4 separate regions of the Sus scrofa genome follow, and regions 1, 2 and 4 are each linked to region 3. The links are chromatin contacts, called in public HiChIP or PLAC-seq and promoter capture Hi-C maps. All regions are on one chromosome and are shown on one strand. The core of a region is the stretch at or near the end of the contact, and the rest is flanking DNA. Distances in the headings are between cores, read along the strand shown. Region 1 holds the start of MRPS10 (28S ribosomal protein S10, mitochondrial). Region 2 holds the start of GUCA1B (guanylyl cyclase-activating protein 2). Region 3 holds the start of RPL7L1 (ribosomal protein L7 like 1). Region 4 holds the start of MED20 (mediator complex subunit 20).

What was found. Promoter capture Hi-C pulls out the DNA fragments that hold promoters and counts their contacts. HiChIP or PLAC-seq counts read pairs in DNA pulled down with a chosen protein or histone mark.
Region 1: a contact with region 3 is called in a promoter capture Hi-C map of liver, with 3 times the contacts expected there. The contact joins the promoter of MRPS10 here to the promoter of RPL7L1 in region 3. A contact is called at or near these places in 2 of 5 promoter capture datasets (fetal liver and liver), 2 of 47 Hi-C or Micro-C datasets (embryonic fibroblasts and heart right ventricle) and 1 of 2 datasets of contacts at active chromatin or transcription factors (alveolar macrophages).
Region 2: a contact with region 3 is called in an H3K27ac HiChIP or PLAC-seq map of skeletal muscle, with 6 times the contacts expected there. The contact joins the promoter of GUCA1B here to the promoter of RPL7L1 in region 3. A contact is called at or near these places in 1 of 47 Hi-C or Micro-C datasets (embryonic fibroblasts) and 1 of 2 datasets of contacts at active chromatin or transcription factors (skeletal muscle).
Region 4: an H3K27ac HiChIP or PLAC-seq map of alveolar macrophages shows a contact between it and region 3. The contact joins the promoter of MED20 here to the promoter of RPL7L1 in region 3. A contact is called at or near these places in 2 of 5 promoter capture datasets (fetal liver and liver) and 2 of 2 datasets of contacts at active chromatin or transcription factors (alveolar macrophages and skeletal muscle).

What each region holds. Positions count from the first base shown.
Region 1 is chr7:37,325,857-37,331,263 of Sscrofa11.1, forward strand. MRPS10 (28S ribosomal protein S10, mitochondrial) reads right to left here and starts at 3,390. Exons shown (of 7, transcript XM_005665997.3): 1 at 3,257-3,390. The coding sequence starts at 3,304.
Region 2 is chr7:37,307,042-37,312,451 of Sscrofa11.1, forward strand. GUCA1B (guanylyl cyclase-activating protein 2) reads right to left here and starts at 4,117. Exons shown (of 5, transcript XM_005665993.3): 1 at 2,938-4,117; 2 at 2,913-2,936. The coding sequence starts at 3,129.
Region 3 is chr7:37,936,710-37,942,022 of Sscrofa11.1, forward strand. RPL7L1 (ribosomal protein L7 like 1) reads left to right here and starts at 3,840. Exons shown (of 7, transcript NM_001123192.1): 1 at 3,840-4,156; 2 at 4,729-4,837. The coding sequence starts at 4,143.
Region 4 is chr7:37,070,615-37,075,407 of Sscrofa11.1, forward strand. MED20 (mediator complex subunit 20) reads right to left here and starts at 3,536. Exons shown (of 4, transcript NM_001206352.1): 1 at 3,393-3,536; 2 at 83-237. The coding sequence starts at 3,406. It overlaps BYSL (bystin like), which reads left to right and starts at 3,903. Exons shown (of 7, transcript NM_001130731.1): 1 at 3,903-4,195. The coding sequence starts at 3,928.

The sequences.
Region 1 (5,407 bases), core at 2,140-4,639, 610 kb before region 3:
ACTCTGAAACTATCTTTTAAAGCTCAGGAATAAGAACTTAAAAAAAAAAAAAAATCCTCACATTAAAAGAACAGCTATGAGCTAAATGTGCAGACATGAAGGAAAAAAAGTGTGACTTCATTTGCCCATTATTTTTTACAGATTAAATGTTTTTCAATATAATACTTATTTACATATTTTTAAGCATTAAAATTGTCTTTATAATTTAGTTTATGACTCAGAGTTGGGAGATTTTTTTTTTTCATTTTCTAACGCTTTATTGAAGTATAATTGGCTTACAATTTTGTGACAGTTTCTGCTGTACAAGTGACTCAGCTACACATGTACACACATCCACTCTCCTTCAGATCCTTTCCCATAGGTCATCACAGAATACTGGGCAGAGTTCCCTACACTACACAGCAAGTCCCTGCTGGCCAGTCAAAGAGTCGGAAAGATTTTGAAATCAAATCTATGGTTACCAAAGGGGAAACATGGAGAAGAGGGATGAATTAGAAGTTTTGGATTAATATATACACCCTACCATATGTTAAATAATCATCAAGGACCTACGGTAGAGCACAGGGAAATCATTCTTTAAAAAAAACTTTAAAAAAGAGTTGGAATAAGAATTTGAAGGTATCCTTCCTTTTGAAGATTTCCCAGCATATGCATGTCTTGGTTTGGCTGGGATAACTAGGTTATAAATAAATTGAGACACATACCAGAATTTACACTCATGTTTTATCACTGCTGTTCCTCATAGTGCAACAATCCAGCCTTTCTAAATCTTTTATTGTCAGCTCCCCCTGGTGGAACAAAACCTATAGTTGTAGGAAACCTATAGTTCCATATATTACTTGTAATTTGCCACTGAGATTTAAAAGTGTAACCTGAGGAGTTCCCTTCGTGGCTCAGCAGTTAACGAACCCAACTAGGATCCATGAGGATGTGGGTTCAATCTCTGGCTTTGCTCAGTGGGCTAAGGATCCAGCGTTGCCGTGAGCTGTGGTGTATGTAGGACGCAGACGTGGCACTGATTCAACCCCTAGCCTGGGAACCTCCATATGCCATGAGTGCAGTCCTAAAAGGCAAAAAAATAAAATAAAAATAAAAGTGTAAACTGGAAAAGCTCAATAGGATCCTTTTCCTCCTTTCTTTCTCTCTTTTTCTTTCTTTCTTTTTTGGCTGCGCCTACAGCATGTGCAATTCCCTCACCAGGGATCCAACCCACGCCACGGTAGTAACCCAGGCTGCTGCAGTGAAAACACCAGATTCTTAACCCACTGTGTCACAAAAGCTCTCCCAGAATCCTTAAATATACTTTGAGGATGAGAATAACAGTTTACTACAAATGAAACTTAAAACAGCTGAGGGTCACCTAAGTATGTTTTTAAAAGTCTATTCTTAGCTTATTGTCCTTCCTCTCTTCTTTACTTGAGATGGACGCAAATTGAAACTTTCACAATCGCCCCTGGATCAAGGGGGAAAAATAAAGAAAGGAATTCAAACACAATACAAGGCAGTAAAAGAAAACTCCTTTCCCACATTTATGCCAGTGGCCACCCCAATAATCCGGTTCTGCAGAAGGACCTCAGGTCTAAGGAATACAACACTTCCCAGGCATCTTCTCCGGGTATAAACCCCTGCTTTAAAAAGTTGAAGCCTAATGTGCTGTTCAACCTACAAATGAATCTTAGGAAGTTCTTAAGTTTTCTTTCTTTTTTGTCTTTCTAGGGCCGAACCTAAGGCATATGGAATTTTCCAGGCTGGGGGTCGAATGGGAGCTGTAACTGCCAGCCTACCTCACAGCCACAGCAACGCCAGATCCGAGCTGTGTCAGGATCTACACCACAGCTCACGGCAACACTGAAGCCTTAACCTACTGTGCAGGGTCAGGGATCAAACCCACGTCCTCATGGATACTAATCGGGTTTGTTACAGCTAAGCCACAACAGGGACTCCCTCCTTTTTTTTTTTTTTTGAAGGCGTAAGCTGTAGTCTGGTAACTGTGTCTTAAAAATAGCTCAAAATTTCAATCTCTAACACCACCTGCCTTTTCTTAAAAACACTGGTTCTTAAATTCTGGTCCGAGGACATTTTCACTGTGGGCTGGAGAGATTAAACTTACTTCCATAATAATAGTAAGACGTTATTTGCAACTTTGCCATTCTGTCACCAGTGTGCAGTGAAGTTTTCCAGACACTGTGGTATAGCAACAGACTGCAGAAGCTGCTGTGAAACCCCAGCTGTCTTCTATTAAGCCAAAATCAGAGATGTGCAAAAACATCTCTTCTCACTAAATTTGTTTCGGAAAATCTAGTTGTACCCCATACAAAGATTAATTACGTTAACATGTAATGAGTTTATTAGTGTTATTTTAATTTTTTACTTTTCTTTTTAGGGCTGCAGGTGCAGCATACGGAAATTCCCAGGCTAGGGATTGAATGGGAGCTGCAGCTGAGGGCCTACACCACAGCCACAGCAAAGCGGGATCCGAGCCCCGTCTGCGACCTACACTGCAGCTCATGGTAACGCTGGATCCTTAACCCACTGAGCGAAGCCAGGAATCCAACCCGCGTCCTCATGGATGCTAGTAGGGTTCCATACTGCTGCGCCACAATGGGAACTCCCAGCGCTATTTTTAAAGGAAAACGCATTTTAAAGATTCTTGGTTGTAATTTCCAGTAAGCTAAACATTCACAGCTAAAACCCACAAAAATAAAAGCTCTCTGGAGTCCTCAACCATTTTTAGAGTGTAAAGGGGTGCTAAGGCTAACTTGAGAACTGATGCTAAAGGTTTTGTTTCTTTCTCCAAAGAACCGAGCAGAGGTTATCCAACCAACTCCTCTGACTTCAGCGACTCTCATCTAAGTCTCAGAAACCCGGCTATCAGCAAGGTATCTCAGTCTGGTTCCGCGGGAAGCGTCAAAGGTCTCATGCCACCTCATTTCAGAGAGATGAAACTTCCTGCCTGTTCTGAGCCTCGGTTTATTTCGCAAATGTGAAAGGCCGGGTCTGGAACTTTCGCTGTCCTATATTCTTTACAGCTTTGACACTCTGATTCTTCCTGTTGCCCTGACTCATTACGTTTTATCCTATGAAAAGAAACTCGACAAAACATCAGCCCTTTTCTCGCTCCTTCCCTGCAAACAACGGGCTGAGATAAGGAATAAATATCGCGGAGGGCTCCAGATTGGCAGAACGACACGCGACGGCCAGACATAGAGGCAACTGTATCCGTAAGTCCGCCTAATACCCTCAGCGCGCCCGGTACCTGCCAGAGACGCCGGGCCAGCGCCCCAAACGCCGTTCGCGCCGCCATCTTGCCGCCCCAGCTTCCCGGGATCGCTTCCGGGGTCACAGAGCCATCCTCTGACCATAGAGTTCCGCAAAAGGAAAGAGTGTATCCCTGTGTTCCGGCTCAGGAACAACCATAGAGACGTGATCCTACGCTCTCTGAGGGTGGGACTGTGAATACAGCCAGCTTCCTTCCGGTCGCAGCCGGGCCGGTAAAGCTTCAGCTGGTACCTGGAGGGATACTGAATTCCGCCAGCGTTTCCCTCTTCAAATTACGGTTCCTGTTTTGTTGGAGGCAAACATAACAAATACATGCTTGGAAAAAAAGTATATATTGATGTCATGTCAGCTGATATATTGACAATGTTATCTCTGAGTTAGTGGATTAATGGTTGATTTATTTTCCCGTTATGACGCAGCGAAGCGCTTGTGTACCCGTGGCCCGCAGAAAGCCAAAGTGACAGCGGGAGTTCGCTCCAAAGTAAGGATTTATTGCAGGGCGCCAAGCAAGGGAGTGGGAGACAAGCCTTAGATGTACTCCAACTTGGTCTTTGAGTTAGGTGGGTTTTGTTTTGTTTTGTTTTAAGAGGAAGAGCAAAACAGCTGGGATTAGTCATTGTCTTGTGACATTTCTGAATTGTAGAGTCAAGAGTCATGATGTCACTGGTTTAACGATTCCCTGGCCAGGTGGTCCAAAGCTCCTGGTCTCTTAGCTCATTTTGCCCTGGAGGAACGACCTGAGGTTGTACTTAAGTGATGATGTCTGTAATAGCCATAGTCTTGGCAGGTTATCCAGGGGCCCTTCCGGAACCGGATTACGTCTTTCAATTGTGACATTCACAATTGGCTGGTCTCTCTTAGCCAGAGGAGTTTTCCCATAGCTCTGCAACTCTATTGCGGCTTCTTCCAGGGCTCTTCAGCCCGTCTCTGCCTTGAGTAGCTTCAGCTGGGTGACAGTTCTGCAGCTGTCAATGATGGTGACATTACAGCTTGAGAACAATCTTACGTGTGTTATCTAATCTGATCCTCACAAGAATACATACATTTTATCCTAATTTAAAAGGTGAAAAAACCGAAGCCCAGAGTGAAATGACTCAAAGTCATTATGATGAGTTAGTTACAGCTGAACCAATGACCATCATCAAAAATCCTAGTTCCGGAGTTACCATTGTGGCTCAGCAGAAACGAATTGAGCATCCATGAAGATGCAGGTTCGATCCCCGGCCTCGCTCAGTGGGTTAAGGATCCAGCGTTGCCATAAGTTGTGGTGTAGGTCGAAGACACAGCTCGGATCCCACGTTGCTGTGGCTGTGGTGCAGGCCAGCAGCTGTAGCTTCGATTAGACCTCTAGCCTGGGAACCTTCATATGCTGAGTTCGGCCCTAAAAAGAAAGAAAAAAATCCTAGTTCAGTGCCCTTTGCACCCCTCCAGCTGACCTCAGTAAGCTCCAGTCTCTTAAGTCTCTTTTGGATGTGAGGACTAGAGATTCCCCACGTCCCCACTTCCTGCAAGAAAAGGAGTTATTTTATTTATTTATTTTTTTTAACATGTATGTGGCCTGAACTGCTCCTGTAACTGGAAAAGTGGGCTCGGAGCAGCTTTAGGGACTGGATGTCCTCTCCATCCCTAAGGCCAAACATGGTCTCTTTATTGATGGGATTTCTCTGTTTACAGTTTCTGCTCCCTCAGAATTCTGCCTTGCCTGTGGTCACTGCTTGCTGCTTTTGGCTCACCAGCTTTTTCCATTCATGCTCTGAAGTGTGGGAATTGGGTATAGTCCCTTCGTTTTCTTTTCTTTTCTTTCTTTCTTTCTTTTTTTTTTTTTTTTGTCTTTTTAGGGCATATGGAGGTTTCCAAGCTAGGGATCTAATCAGAGCTGTAGCTGCTAGCCTCAATGCCAGATCCGAGCTGCATCTGCAACCTACACCACAGCTCACGGCAACACCAGATCCTTAACCCACTGAGTGAGGCCAGGGATTGAAGCCGAAACCTCATGGTTCCTAGTCGGATTCGTTTCCGCTGAACCGTGGCCGGAACTCCCTAGTCCCCTTATTTTTCAGGCCTAAACCATGTCCCGTGTCACCAAACCAACTATGGACCTAATAGCTTGGGGTCCAGTTAGTTGGCA
Region 2 (5,410 bases), core at 2,867-5,366, 630 kb before region 3:
ACCCAAATAAATGGCCTGAAATCTTCAAAAATGTCAAATACGGTTTTTAAAATGCTGAGATCAAAGGTTCCAAACTAAAGGTGAAGGAGGAGACAGGACAAGTGCAGTGTGTGATAAAAAACAAAAACTCCCAGTTATAATGGAGTTCCCTGGTGGCCTATTGGTTAAGGATCAGCATTGTCACTGCTTTGGCTTGGGTCACTGCTGTAGCACGGGTTCAGTCCCTCGCCAAGGAATTTTTGAATGCCTTGGGTGTGACCAAAGAAAAAGTTATAAGAAATGTCATCAGGATAATCAACCGAACTTGAATATAGATTTTTTTTTTTTTTTTTTTTTTTTGCCTTTTCTAGGGCCGCACCTGCAGCATATGGAGGTTCCCAGGCTAGGGGTCTAATTGGAGCTGTAGCCACCGGCCTACACCACAGCCACAGCAACTCGGGATCCGAGCCGCGTCTGAGACCTACACCACAGCTCACGGCAACGCCGGATCCTTAACCCACTGAGCGAGGCCAGGGATTGAACCTGCAACCTCATGGTTCCTAGTTGGATTCGTTAATCACTGCACCATGACAGGAACTCCTGTTGATTAGAAAATAGAACTTAGGAGTTCCTGTCGTGGTGCAGTGGTTAACGAATCCGACTAGGAACCATGAGGTTTCGGGTTCGGTCCCTGCCCTTGCTCAGTGGGTTAACGATCTGGCGTTGCGGTGAGCTGTGGTGTAGGTTGCAGACGCGGCTCGGATCCCGAGTTGCTGTGGCTGTGGTGTAGGCCGGTGGCTACAGCTCCGATTCGACCCCTAGCCTGGGAACCTCCATATGCCGCAGGAGCGGCCCAAGAAATAGCAACAACAACAAAAAGACAAAAAAAGACAAAAAAAAAAAAAATAGAACTTAGTAATGTTGAATTCCCTGACTTTGATCATCCATTAGGTTAAGAGGATGCTCTTGGTCTTAGGAAAGACACACTAGAATATTTGGGGTAAAAGGATGTGATACCTATAATTTTTCTCTAAAAATAGTTATATATATACACATAAATGTATATATTACATTGTGTGTGTGTGTATATATACACACACACATATGTAAACATTACACGGAGAGAATGCTGAAGCAAATAAGGCAAAATGTAAGCAGTTGGGGAATTTGGATAAAATGTATATAGTAATTACTTGTCCTATTCTTAAAATTTTTCTGTAAATTTAACATCCTATCAAAATTAACAGTTTTATTTTTTATTTTTATTTTTTGCTTTTTAGGGCCATACCTGCGGCATATGGAGGTTCCCAGGCTAGGGGTCTAATCAGAGCTAAAGCCGCCAGCCTACACAGCCACAGCAACAAGGGCCTGAGCCGTGTCTGCAACCTACACCACAGCTCATGGCAATGCCGGATCCTTAACCCACTGAGCGAGGCCAGGGATAGAACCCGCAACCTCACAGTTCATAGTCAGATTCATTTCCGCTGCGCCAGGATAGGAACTCCAAGATTAACAGTTATTTTAAAAAAAATTGGTGAGTATTATTTGCTGACTTATCAGAAGAGATAAGTTATAAGTGTATAGCTGTATTATTTCCAGGGGCTTAATAATCTTTTAGATCTTGAATTGTTATTATATTGAATTTTAAATGAATATGAGGAAGATTAATACATTTTTAATAGGGAGTATTGCCATATATGACCCGATATATTTATTTACTTTTCTTATGACATTCAACACTTTAGAAAATCACTTTCTCCCTTAAAAAGGCCCACAAACTTCCTTCCGGACAGGAGCACTTGTCTGGGACTCAAGACCTTGGGCAAAGCAACTCCTTTTGCTTCCTCATCACTTGATTTGGAATAACAACGTCTGCCCGCTCCTTCCCAGAGCAGCTGCTGACTCTGGGGAGCCTGTGGAAAGGAGCCTTGGGAAGCCTGAAGCTCACTTTGAGCCCCAGAGGGAGTTTATTAGGGTTCATCCCAGGGAGGTTTCTGTGGCTGGGATGACGCTGACTCCGCCTCAGCGCCCCCTACAGGCGACGAGGAGACGTGCACTGACCGGGACGGGGCAAAGGCGGCCCTGAGCATTCTCAGTGACTCAGTCTAGAAAGCAGAGCCCTCCCTTGCAAAAAAGTGGGGTACTCGCACTTCCTCCAGATTAATTATTTAGGTCCAACCCACCTTCTCCTCAATTTAGGGGACTTAAATAAGTATTTGAGGCAATCCTAATGGCTTAAAGAATTGCAGAGGCGCTTGACTGGATGGCCTTAAGTAACGAAGGGGTTTCCATTTTAAAATTCAGTTCCCAGGTGTGCATTTAAAAAGTATATTTTCTTAGCTCCTGCTGCCACCTAAGGGCTTGAAGAAACCCTACGGGTGGATAATTTCATGGACTCTTCCGTGGCTTGAAGAATAGAAAGGGACTTTGGCAATAGGCCGGGTAACCTCCCAGTCCCCGCAGGAGCCTCCTCCAGCGTTCTTGGCGGGTAGAGCGGACCTGTCTCAATTCGAGGGACCCCAACAAGGGGGCGCTCACGGGCTGTGCCGGGATAGCTTGGCCCGTTTAGAACGGCTCTGGAGCCCCTTATCTTTAGAGTGAGGGGGGCTCGGATGGATGCGAAAAACCAGGTGGTCCGGCTGCGGAGCCCTGTCCATAAATACACGGAGAGAGGACTGGACACCGTGTGCCTTTCTGCAGAGTCCCAGCTCGCAGGAAGAGGGCGAGTCAGACGAGGGCGGAGAGGAGGAAGAGAAGGCGGGAGGGAAGAATGATGTGGGGAGAGAAGCGTTTGGGGGAAAGAGTGGGATAGAAAAAGTGAAGAGGGGATGGAGGAAGGGCGGGGGGACTGGGGAGCCGAGCTCCCACGAGGATGCGCCTTTCGCTCCAGGACGAGACCCGAGCCATCCTTCCTGCCCTTCGGGGAACCTTACCCCGTTCCTGTCGAAGGCGCGGAACAAACATGCCCTCTACATATTGAGTGGCCTCCTCGTTGCCTGCGACCTTGAAGAAGCGCTTAAACTCGTGCATGAAGAGCGAGCCGCTGGGGCACTCCGTCAGGAACTTCTTGTACCACTCCTGCAGCTCGGCCACGTCCACCGCGCGGTTCTCCTCCCCCTCCGCCTCCTCCCAGCTGAACTGCTGCCCCATCCCGGCCCCTCTCCCCCCGGACGTCAGGGAGCAAGGGTCTCTGCCCGCCTCCCCCTGCTTCTGCCAGAGGGATTCCTTAGGCTCGGGCCCTCTTCCTCCCTGTCCTCTGCTTAGCCAGCCTCTTCATCGTCTCCTGGCCAGCTGACAGAGATGGGCAGTGTAGGGGGCTGCGGCAACGGGGCGGGACCAGGCCGTCTAATCCCCCTAAGATCATTAGAAGATTCTCCTGGAAGCTCTGACCTCCCTCCCGTCAGCTAAATTCCACCAGCCTCACCCCTCCCTTTCGCCACTCAACTAAGCTGCCAGGCAGATTCTGAAGAGGGAGAAGGGCGGGTAACTGAGAGGCAGGCATGGAGGAGGGAGAGTGAAGATGAGTTGGGAAGCCAGGGACCCTCCCATCTCAGAGTCACTCCCTGTCCCTTGGTTGGGCCCCATGCCACTCCAGGGAGGCCCATCTTGGAGATACTGGAGACTGTGAGGTCCACAGAGGGAGCAAGGCAACTCCCAGCCTGTGAAACAGGATCGCTGGTGATCTGGGTCTCGCCCTCAACTTGGCCTAGTGAGAAGCAGCTGAAGCAATGGAGTGAGGGGCTCTGGGTGAACAGCTCTGCCCGCTCGCAGACTCTGCCCCAGCCTGCTATCTGCAGCCCAACCACAGATCGTAGCCCACAGTCCTGGCAGATGTCCATTTCCCAGTTTAAATTACAAATATTTCCCTCCTACACCCTCCCTCCAAGATCTATTGGCAGGGCTCGTCCCACTTTTCTCCAAAAGGATAAACACCTGACAAAGATCTGGGAGCGTGGCCTAATTCACCTCCGAGTGCTCTTACTTTTATATTAAAGGTTCATGCGAATTTGTTGTTGAATCAATTATATTAAGAGGAAGCTGAACATGGCTAGAGAAAGTGAGAAACTCACGCTGGCTGTACACACTTCAAAGAGTGGCGGACAATGGTACTGCTCGCTTTCCTCTGGGGCCGTCACTCCCCGGCCCCAGAGATGACTATTCCACCACACTTCCTGTCCTCAAGCCTCCCCTCACTCCCACGTTCAGCGGGTGGCCTTGTCACCTCCTTCACCTCACAGGGAAGTAGATGCACCAGACAACTACTCCATCTTCCCTCCACAGACACAGCTCTGTGCACCTGTGCCCACATCCCCTGCCTCTTCCTGGTCCCTTTCCCACTCTCCACCTGTGCCACCTGGCTTCCAGATGTCTACTCAAGACTTCACGTCCACAGTCATCCCGTTCTGCACCCTCTGTTTGCCCTTCTCTAATGGACCCTTCCTGGTGCCAACATGCTTTCATTTCACCTTCATGAAAACAAAACAAAACACAATAAAAATTCACCCTTGACCCCCACATTCAGCATCCCACTGTGACTTTTTTGGACCTGTCCGCTTTTGCCTTTAGGGGTCAGAAGATAGTGATAATTAAATAAATCAATATGAAAAGTTCTATGTTATCATTCATTGCTATAAAGATGAATATAATCCAGCCCAGTCCAGACTGCATTTTATTAACTCTTTCTTCTGATTTTGAAAGAAATGAAAACATTTCAAAAGAAATTAAAGGAGTTCCCTGGTAGCCTAGTAGTTAAAAGATCTGGCATTGTCACTGCTGTGGCTCTGGTGCATCCCCGGCCTGGGAACTTCTGCATGTCATGGGTGCAGCCCCCCCAAATAAATAAAATTTAAAAATAAAAGAAATTTTAAAATCTTGCACTATGCCTACTCTTCCCTTCCAGCTACTGTCTTAATTTTGGCTCCCCTTGAAGATGCTATTTTCTGAAAACGGCACAGCAGCAGGTCTAGTCGCACATGTTTCTCACATCAAGGGGAAGAGTCTATTTCTCCCTCTCTTCAACCTGGATGGGACTTTATGGTACTCAGCCAAGAGAATGGGCAGAAGGAACACTATGAGACTTCCAAGGTCATATCACCAAAGGCGATAGGGTTTGTACCTGGCTCTCCCTCAGGACTTGTCCTTAGAACGCAGCTGCCGTGTTACGGGGAAGCCCAGGGCACATGCAGAGCTTCCAGCTGACAGTCAGCCTCAACCAGCAGGTGTGTGAGTGAGGGAGTGAGGGAACCTGCAGATGACTCTGGCCCCAGCCTTCCAGCCACCCCAGCTGATACCAAAAGGAGCAGCCAATGTTCCCAGAGAGCCCTGCCCAAACTTCCAATCTGCACGCAAAGTAGATGTCGGCAGGCTTTTTAAAGGTAGCAATAAATAGGAGTTCCCATTGTGGCGCAGTGGTTAACGAATCCGACTAGGA
Region 3 (5,313 bases), core at 2,590-5,089:
AGCGTTCCCCTGAGCTGTGGTGTAGGTTGCAGACTTGACTCAGGTCTGGCGTGGCTGTGGCTGTGGCTTAGGCCGGCAGTTACAGCTCCAATTCGACTCCTAGCCTGGGAACCTCCATATGCTTCAGCCCTAAAAAGACAAAACAAACAAAATCAAACAAAAACACTAAGGCATATGTGAAAAACAAAGGACACACCACAACATATGTCTTTCTCCCATTCCAGGCCCCATTCCCATTTCCCCAAAATAACCCCTGTCAACCCTGTCTTGTATACCCTTCCAAAACTGATACATACATTTATAGCCAAAAAACGAAACACAAGAAAGAAACAACTGTGAAACACTCCTACACGCTATTCTGTATCTTGCTTTTTCAAATGTAACCAAATATTTGGGAGAATTACAGCTTGGAATCTTTGGCTTTAAGCAACAGAAACCAGTCTGGTTGGTTAACCAGCCTAAAGGAGTTTTAGAGGAAAGACAAGTTTTAAAGGGAAGATAGAAGAACCTCCAGGCTTAAGAAAGACTGGAATAAGAAAATTCCAGGAGATCTTAGTAGGTGGAAATCCTTAAAAGTCTCTCCCCAGGAGTTCCCGTTGTGACCCAGCAGAAATTAATCTGACTAGGAATCATGAGGTTGCGGGTTAGATCCCTGGCCTCGCTCAGTAGGTTAAGGACCTGGCATTGCCGTGAGCTGTGGTATAGCTCTCAGACACAGCTTGGATCAGGCATTGCTGTGGCAGTGATGTAGGCAGGTAGCTGTAACTCTGATTCGACCCCTAGCCTGGGAACCACCATATGCCTCAGGTGCAGCCCTAAAAAGCAAAAAAAAAAAAAAAAAAGTCTTGCCCCAAACCTCTTCCATTTCTTCCATAATCATTCTGCTAAAGATTCAAAACCTGGAGGAGAGAACCCTAAAGGGTCTTTTGGGGAGGTGGGAAGAGTTGAAAACAGACCCCCTTCAATTTATATATTGGGAGGGCCATCGTTTGGATTAGATGCGGCACCCTCTGAATAATGTACACAGTGAAGGAGATCAGTCCACAGGAGAAATGGGATACTGTCAAGAAATGGGGATGGAGGGAGTTCCCGTCGTGGCGCAGTGGTTAACAAATCCGACTAGGAACCATGAGGTTGCGGGTTCGATCCCTGCCCTTGTTCAGTGGGTTAACGATCCGGCGTTGCCGTGAGCTGTGGTGTAGGTTGCAGACATGGCTCGGATCCCGCGTTGCTGTGGCTCTGGCGTAGGCTGGCAGCTACAGCTCCGATTAGACCCCTAGCCTGGGAACCTCCATATGCCGCGGGAGCGGCCCAAGAAATGGCAAAAAGACAAAAAAAAAAAAAAAAAGAAAGAAAGAAATGGCGATGGATGTCAACAGGCCGAAAAATAAAAAATACTCTCTACTGAGATTTTGGGACATAAAGACCTACCTCACTGCATTTAATTGCATAGTCTTCCCTAATTTATTTAGTCATTCCGTAATGATGCACAACTGAAGTAGCCAAGAAAAAAAGAGAACTGCGGCCTATGAGGACAGGACAGGCTAAAAGGAATAATTTTTTTTTTTGGCCACACCCACAAGATGTGGAAGTTCCCAGGCCAGAGATTGAACTTGTACCACAGCAGCAACCTGAGCCATGGCAGTGACAATGCCAGCTCATTAACCCCCTCCCTGTGCCACAAGAGAACTCCAAGATTCTTCAGGTTGCAAATGGCGTGCCCCATTCTCATTTAGTAACCTTACTTTGAAATTTTAAAAAAAAATCTCAATTCTTGCCCAGTGCCCAGGGCACATGCGCAATGCTAAGTAAACATGTATTCGTGAACATTTTGGGGTTGAAGACAACGCCATCTCTCTCTGGACCAGTTGGGCTTTGGCTTTGGCACCGAAAATAAGTGTTCTCCTAGCACCATCTGCTGGCACTGGAAAGCCTTGCCTGAATCCTGACTTCCAAGTCTTTTTTCAGCCAGGAGTATTGTTGCATTGTTAATACCTCTGAAATACCTTTTATCTATAGACAAAGGATATTACAAAATAATGACTTATTTTCATTCCTTTTTTACTGTTTAATGAATTTGTTATACTTTAGTGTCCCTTCTCTATTTGCTTTTTCACAAACTAAGACACATGGTGAGATGCTGAAAGAGTAAGCATGAGGCTTGAGCCACAGTTGGTGACTCTGAAGGCCATGTTGTCCTTTGACATTTATTTATCAGGTTCTGGATTCTGCGCATGGCACTGTCTTTCTGGTTGTCTTAGATGCATAGCACATACCAATGTGATGCCTTGAGTTTAGATGGTTAACCAGCCCCTGCAGGTGCCTGTTGTTGTGAGAGGTGCTGTAGAAGATTCAGAGATGTGATGACTTCCCTGCATTCAGAGAACCCTGTCTAATCAGGGAAACAATAAACCAAACAATACAGGATAAAGTCTGTGGTGATGCCTTTAAGTGCTGACTGTCAAACAGTGACATTGCCTTAGACCTTAACATAAATATACATAGACTGTGCTAGACATTTGGCAATGCCTGGAGACAAGAACTTTGTCACCACTAGGATGGAGATGCTACTGGCATGCAGTGGGTAGAAACCTGGGATGCTGCCAAAATATTCTACAACCAACAGGACAAAGAATTATCTGGCCCCAAAAGCCTATAATGCCGAGAAACATTTAAAATTTTTTTTTTTTTTTTGCTTTTTTTTTAAGGCTGAACCTGCAGCATATGGAGGTTCCCAGGCTAGGCATTGAATCAGAGCTACAGCTGCTGGCCTACGCCACAGCCACAGCCACGCCAGCTCCGAGCCACCTCTTTGACCTATACCACAGCTCATAGCAACACCGGGTCCTTAACCCACTGAGTGAGGCCAGGGATCAAACCCACAACCTCATGGTTTCTAGTCGGATTCTTTCCGCTGTGCCACTACAGGAATTCTTAAAAAATAAACATGCTGAAGGAATTCAGAAAAAGGAGAGACTTCTCAAGATACTTGCTAGTCATGAGTTCTCTTGTGGCTCAGCGGGTTAAGGTCCAGTGTTTCACTGCTGTGGCTCAGGTCACTGCTGTGGCACAGGTTTGATCCCTGACTCAGAAACTTCCACATACTGAGGGGGCCGCCAAAAAACAAAGGAAAGAAAGAGAAAGAAAAGAAAAAGAAAAAGCCCTTCTAGTCAAAATGCACTTGAAGCATCCCCATCACTTTGAATCACGTTTAAAATGCAGAATATTGACTCCCCGCCCCTCCTGAATAAAAACGTGATTTTAACAAGATTTTCATGTGACTCCTATGCACATTAATGCTTGAGACACACTGGTCTGGAGGTTTCCATTAAAGACAACACGTGAGTTTTTATTTCTTTCTGAAGAGCAGGAGAGAAGGAAACCTATTCCAGGTGGTGAGAGCTATTATGAGGGAGTTCTGAAATCGTAAGTTGCAATTTCTCGTTTTCGGTACAGCAGGAATAATAATTAACACAGTGTTAACTGCTTACTGGACTTTGTTCTAAGCGCTTTATGTGGAGCAGCTCATATAACTTTCCCAAGGCTATTAGGCAAGATTCGCTATTACGTCCACTTTTTGGGTAAGGGAAACGAAGGGATAGAGGGACCCACTTGATCAGGGACCCACTGACGAAGCCAGGCCGAGGGAATCAGAGATGCCTTTGCCAGCACCCTAAGTCGTCCACACCTCCACCAACACAGAACCAAAGCTGCAGCCCCAAGCTCTCCGCACCAGGTGAAGGATACCGGATCCCGCCAGTCGCCTTCCGGGAGAAGCGCAGCCTAGCGAGCAGAAACCGGAAAATCGTCACCTCACTCCCTACCGGAAGTCGGTGGGAAGCGTTTCCTCGTTTGTGACCAGGCTTCCGGCGATATGAGAATACAGCTGAAATAAAAAGGGATGGTCTTTGAAGATGACCGGGCTCTAAAAAGCTTCTAAGCGGCGCCCAGGAAGCTTTGAGCCACTTTTGATAGGAATCAGGGTTAGCAAAACTTCAGCAGTTCATTGCTGCTAAGAAGGCGCAGGCTACCCGCTCGCCCTGGGGTGAGCTAGAGTAGACATCTCTATGGTCGAGAGACCATAGAGAGGTTCCTTCCCATGCGTGGGGCAACGCCTGAGCAGTAGCAGCTGCGCTGGAAAAATGGCGGAGGAGGAGTGAGTATCAGGGGCTCTGAGATTCTGGGTGGTGCCCTGAGCATCTGGTGCCATCCTCAGTATTTATTTCTCGGTGGCGGAAAATAAGGATCCTTGTGGACTGAAGAGAGACTTAGAAAAGGCTCCAGATTATCGAAGGAGGAGGGAGGAAGTGTTGGGCTGGGGCGGGCGGATGGGGCCTCTGTCAGGTTCGGATTACCTACCTCAAGGGGTGAGGAATGAGTTTGAGGCTGCGGGCTGGAGGGTGGGTTTCCCCAGCCTGACTTAAGTATTATCTCTGCAGCTGGGTCCGCACCCGCCCCAACCCCACGGGGCGGAATCTCATCGCTGGTGGTATCTGTAAAAGGCTATGACAGTAAAAGCTCCATTGACATACGAGGACCAGTGGCTAAGGGGTTCATGGTTCTTGAAAGCTTTTGAGAACTGGAGTCAGAAACGCCAGGTGGCGGGGTGGGAGCGCGGTCCTTAGGAGGTTTTAGACAGTAATGTTTGCGAAGCCCAAGCTGTCGTTTGGAAACGCATTGCAGATTTGTTTCCTAAATACTATCGCTTTTCTCCATTTTCTCTCTCAGGCAAAGAAAAAAGATCCCTTTGGTTCCAGAAAATCTCTTGAAAAAGAGGAAGGCATATCAGGCCCTCAAAGCCACACAGGCGAAGCAAGCGCTTTTGCAAAAGAAAGAGGTAATAGTGGGGAACCAGGTGGAAGGAATGAGAATTTGTGTTCGGTGAGTTTTATCCAGCACATGTTGAACTAATTTGGTACTGACAGTCGGCTTCCCCCATCAGCTGGATGATACATATTTGCTAAACAAAGCAAGTATGTATCAAATGCTTTCTGCAGGCAAAATACTGGAGTAGAGTTTAAGGAAAAAGCCAGTGGAGAGTGTTCCTTCCGGTTCATACCAAGGGATTCGAGAACATGCTTGTGTACCTAAAAGAAAAAAAATTTTCTTTTTTCTTTTTAGGCCGGCAGGTGTGGCACATAGAGGCTCCCAGGCTAGGGTTCAAATTGGAGCTACAGCTGCCGGCCTACACCACAGCCACAGCAACCCCCGATCCCAGCCACATCTGTGACATATACCACAGCTCACCACATCGGGTCCTTCACCCAATGAGTGAGGCCAGGGATCAAACCTGTGTCCTCATGGATACTAGTC
Region 4 (4,793 bases), core at 2,286-4,785, 870 kb before region 3:
GAAAGACTTCAATGAATGAATGTGAACGTCTGTTAAGTCCAAGCCAGGTTCCAGCCATCCCAGAGATCCATCGCTCACTGACCTTGGCTGCCAAGGGTAGAGGCAGCAGTGTGGTAGGTCTCACAGTCCACACAAAATGTTCCTTGCTTCTCTGCCCCAAGCATCTCCAATTTCCGGGTGAGTAGCTCCACAGTCTGCTGGACACTCTTGCCCTCGGCCACAGGCATCTGGGACACACTGGAAGGGAGGGGACCAAAATCATTATGCACATGGACTCACGTGAGCCAGTCGCAGGATCACAGCTCATCAGGGCCAGGTGTCAGCTTAGACACCGTCAACCCAACCCCCTCATAAAGACAAGGAAATAGAGGCCCACAGTCCCTGGGGCTCTGCTAAGAACCAGAGCTTGGTCTTAGGAGTCTCACACATTTGCAGAGAACAGCCTACTGCACCTGCATTTCCCAAGTGTGGCATGTGTGCCAATGTTTTAGGTGGCACACAGAGCGAGCATTCAGTGACACTAAGTCATGTGATGAGAAAGGAATTTACTCTGTGTTTCTTTCAGTTCTGACTCCATCAAGGAGAAAGCCTCCATTTGGGGTTACTGTGTTTTTACTAACTCTCTAACACTTTGAACGAAAGCTGTCCAGCACAGGAGCCACAAGCCATGTGCGACAGAAATGAAAACTTCAACTCTTCAGTTGCACTGCCCACATTTCAATAGCTCAATAGCCACAAGTGGCTAGGAACTGGTGTACCGGACAGTGACATAGAACATTTTCATCAATGAAGAAAGTTCTAAGGATCCTTGGATCAAAGAGAAAGCAAGCCTCAAGTTTCTAATCTTTGAGAGTGAGAGGCAACAAGAATTTAGCCAAAACAATGAGATAAAAAGTTATTTCCAAGATTTCCTTCTATGGAGAGTGCAACTGGCTTCTACTTTAAGTGGTAGGTAATAATTACCAAGCACCAACTATGAGCCAGGCAGTGCCCAAAGCCTTTAGATGAATTAACTTGCATCAGCCCTATAAGACACAGCATAATCATTTCTTCATTACAAATGAGAAAACTACTGAACAGAGAGGTTGAGTAACTGGCACAAGGTCATACTGCTTAATGCAGTGTAGTCAAGTGAGGTGGCTCCGTGTCCATGCTCTTAAATGCTCCACCGAAAGCTTTCCAAGTTCCCACTGTGGTTAAGGATCAGCATTGTCTCTGTGACGGCATGGGTTTGATACTGCCCTGGGGCAGTGGGTTAAGGAACTGACATTCCCACATTTGTGGCACAGCTTACAGCTGTGACTCAGATTCAGTCCCTGGCCTGGGAACTTCCATATGCCTCGAGTGCAGCTGAAAGAGGAAAAAAAAAAAAAAGAATGCTTTCCTAAGGATACAGTTGTCTGTTAAAATACTTATAAGGAAAAAAACAGAATCAAAAGAAAGCATTAGGAGTTCCTGTCGTGGCGCAGTGGTTAACGAATCCGACTAGGAACCATGAGGTTGTGGGTTCGATCCCTGCCCTTGCTCAGTGGGTTAAGGATCCTGTGTTGCCGTGAGCTGTGGCGTAGGCCAGCGGCTACAGATCTGATTAGACCCCTAGCCTGGGAACCTCCATATGCTGCGGGAGCGGCCCAAGAAATGGCAAAAAGAAAAAAAAAATTAAAAAAAAATAAATAGTTCAAGTGCTATGAAGTTATATAAAAATCATAAAGACAATCATTATGTGGCTGAATTTTGGGAGGTACTGCATTACTTTATGACCAATTATGATCAACTAAAGGAAAATATAAAAACAGACCCCTGCTGTTGCTACAAATTGTCAGTAATCTCCATCAGGAAGAGCACTAACAAGCCACAATGATGATGGCCTTTATTTTGAAAAATAAGAGAATCCCTTAGATGATACAACTGGGGTCCAAAGTACTAGGAATCTGAAAAGTCGAGAAGGGTCCCAACAGAGGGCCTTTTCCCTCTGTCTGCCTTCTGCACTGAAGGAACAGGGGCTTCGGAGTTCTGCTCGTGGCTCAGCGGGTTAAGAATGTGACCAGTATCCATGAGGATATGGGTTCGATCACCTAGCCTCGCTCAGTGGGTTAAGGATCTGGCGGTGCCATGAGCTGTAGTGTAGGTTGCAGATGCAGCTCGGATCTGGCATTGCTGTGGCACAGGCTGGCAGCCACAGCTCTGATTCAACCTCTAGCCTGGGAACTTCCATGTGACACAGGAACGGCCCTAAAAAGAAAAAAAGAAGAAGAAAAAAAAAAAGCTGTAGGAACAGCCCTAAAAAGAAAAAAAGAAAAAAGAAAACAAAAACAAAAACAAAAACAACAACAGGGGCCTCACAGCAGAAACTGACACAATGTTGTAAATCAACTATATTTTAATTTAAAAAAGAAAAGAAAAAAACAACAGGGGCTTCCAGGATTCCATGCCTCTGCGGAGGAAACTTTTCATCTCCATTCTTCACATCCTCCTTACACTAAAAGACTTCCAAAGAGGCTCATGATGTCAACTGCAGGAAGCAAATGTGCAGTCACTGACAAGTGTGCAAGACTTGGGTGACTGGGAGGAAGAATTCCCACAGGCTCTTTTCTTATATGAAGACTCTATAGCCACTGACTCCTGATACCCTGGCCTCTAGCCCTCTCTGATTGGAAAGATGCTCCAGATACCTTTTTTTTTTTTTTTCTTTTAAGCCCTGAAATCTAGCATTTTGGAACTAATGCCTCCAAGAGCATGAGGCCCATATTTCCCTGCACTCTGACTCATAACACGTTACAGATATTAAGTCCACAGAAACTAAACCAAGCATGTAATTAAACATAGTAGGAAACAGGTTCTGAGGAGGTGATGTGCCTAACATCCCAATCTCCTAACTCCCAATAGCTTCTTTTTTTCCCCCTCTAGACCCGAGATCTTAAAATGGCCAAATTAGAACTAGACACAGGCTGGTCTAACTGCATTTAGTGGCCATAGGGAAGGGCAAAAACCTAAAAAAGATACTGCCTTCAATGTTGTCTATCTCCCTCCCCACAACCCATCCAACCTTGACTGCAGATGGGTCCTAAACCCGACATACTATTTCCGACCCCAGGCAGTACTGTGGGATGACGAGCAGGAAGAATATACCAAGAAAAACGGAAGGAGGTACGCGACCACTGGTGGATTCTTAAGATAAAAATTTTTAACCTGCCACCTTTGAGAAAGAAGGGGCGCATCTCCGAGGAAAAAGGCCCGCAGATTTCGCAGCCCTCACAGTGGTCCCCTCACCCACACAACTCGAGGGCATCTCTCTCAGACCCTGATCCCGATCCTCCTCTCGGGGACACTGGAGGCTCCACCGGCCCTTCACCACCCCAAGCTTCGCCCCACGAAATCCCTTGAAGTCCTACCAAGTCACTCCCATGATGTTAGGCCAGGAAGATGACAGTACTGAACAGCTGATACGCAGTGCTCTGCTGCAGCCCACGCGAGGTGAAACCACCGACCTAACGAAAGCTTCGGTAGTAGGAGGTGCTCCGGAAATAACGTAAAAAGTGCGAGTCCCTTCGGCGGCCACGAGGAACGGGGCGTACAGGCGCCTCCAGTGACGTCACTGCAGGGCTCCGCCCCCTAGGCTTGCAGCTCGGGGACTTCCTATTCGACAAATCACCCCGGGCCTAGATTCATGAAGCTAAGAAAGCGTGGCTTGGACTGCCACTGCTTAGAGAAGGCGATGTTAATTGCAATGAGTTTATTCGGGAGTCCAGCTCCAGGACTCAGGAGCTCTATCAGGGGGTGGGGCGGGGATGGTGGCAGGTCCGGCCTCCGAACACCAGGGGGCGCTGTAATCACCGTCTGGCCTCTGGGGAGTTCCCTGCGCCGGCGCACTCAGAGCTTTTCCTCTGTCCCCACATGTGAAACTTCCCGGCGAGGTTTTCTAGCGAAATGCCCAAACTCAAGGCCGCCCGCGGGGCCGAGGGTCAGGAAAAGCATGCGCCCCTGGCCGACCAAATCCTGGCTGGGAATGCGGTGCGGGCGGGGACCCGGGAAAAGCGGCGGGGTCGCGGAACCGGAGAAGAGGAGGAGGAGTACGTGGGGCCTCGGCTGACCCGACGGATTTTGCAACAAGCGCGGCAGCAGCAAGAGGAGCTCGAGGCTGAGCATGGGACCGGGGACAGGCCGGCGGCACCTCAAGATCGCACCACGCGGCTGGGTGAGTAGCGAGAGTGGGTGCGAGAAAGAGGATGGGTAGTTGGTAGTGGTAGGCTGAAAAGTGTCCGGCAGGATAATAGTTTGGAATTAAAAAAAAAAAAAAAAACCCAGGGGGGCGTATTACACTCTAGCAAAGGTAATGGAATGGGAGACCCAGCCCTGGCCGGATTTAGGGTGGCTGGAGACCTTCACCTAAAAGTTGAGAGTTAAGTTTTATTTGGAGCAAAATTAGGACCTAGGCCCGGGAGACAGAATCTCAGGTAGCACGGAGGAAACCGGTGCGAGGAGGGGAGCTAGGATATGAGGCAGGTAGTGTTGCCAAAACTCTGTCTCTGTCCTCCGATGCCCAGTTGAAGCACAGAGACAGGGTTTTGGGTGAAGAAGAAAAAGATATCTCTATTGCTCTGCCAAAGGAGGGCCAGAGCAGGTTAGTGCCCTAAAGACTATGGTCCCCTTGAGAGAGATTAGGAGATGGTTTTACAGTGTAAGAGTGGAAAATAGAGCCGCAGTTAAGGACCAGGGTCGAGGCAAACTTGCACGGTTTCTCACGCTCCTGTTTAGTGGCCCCAGGACTGGTTCTGGTGGTCCTCCTTTTTTCC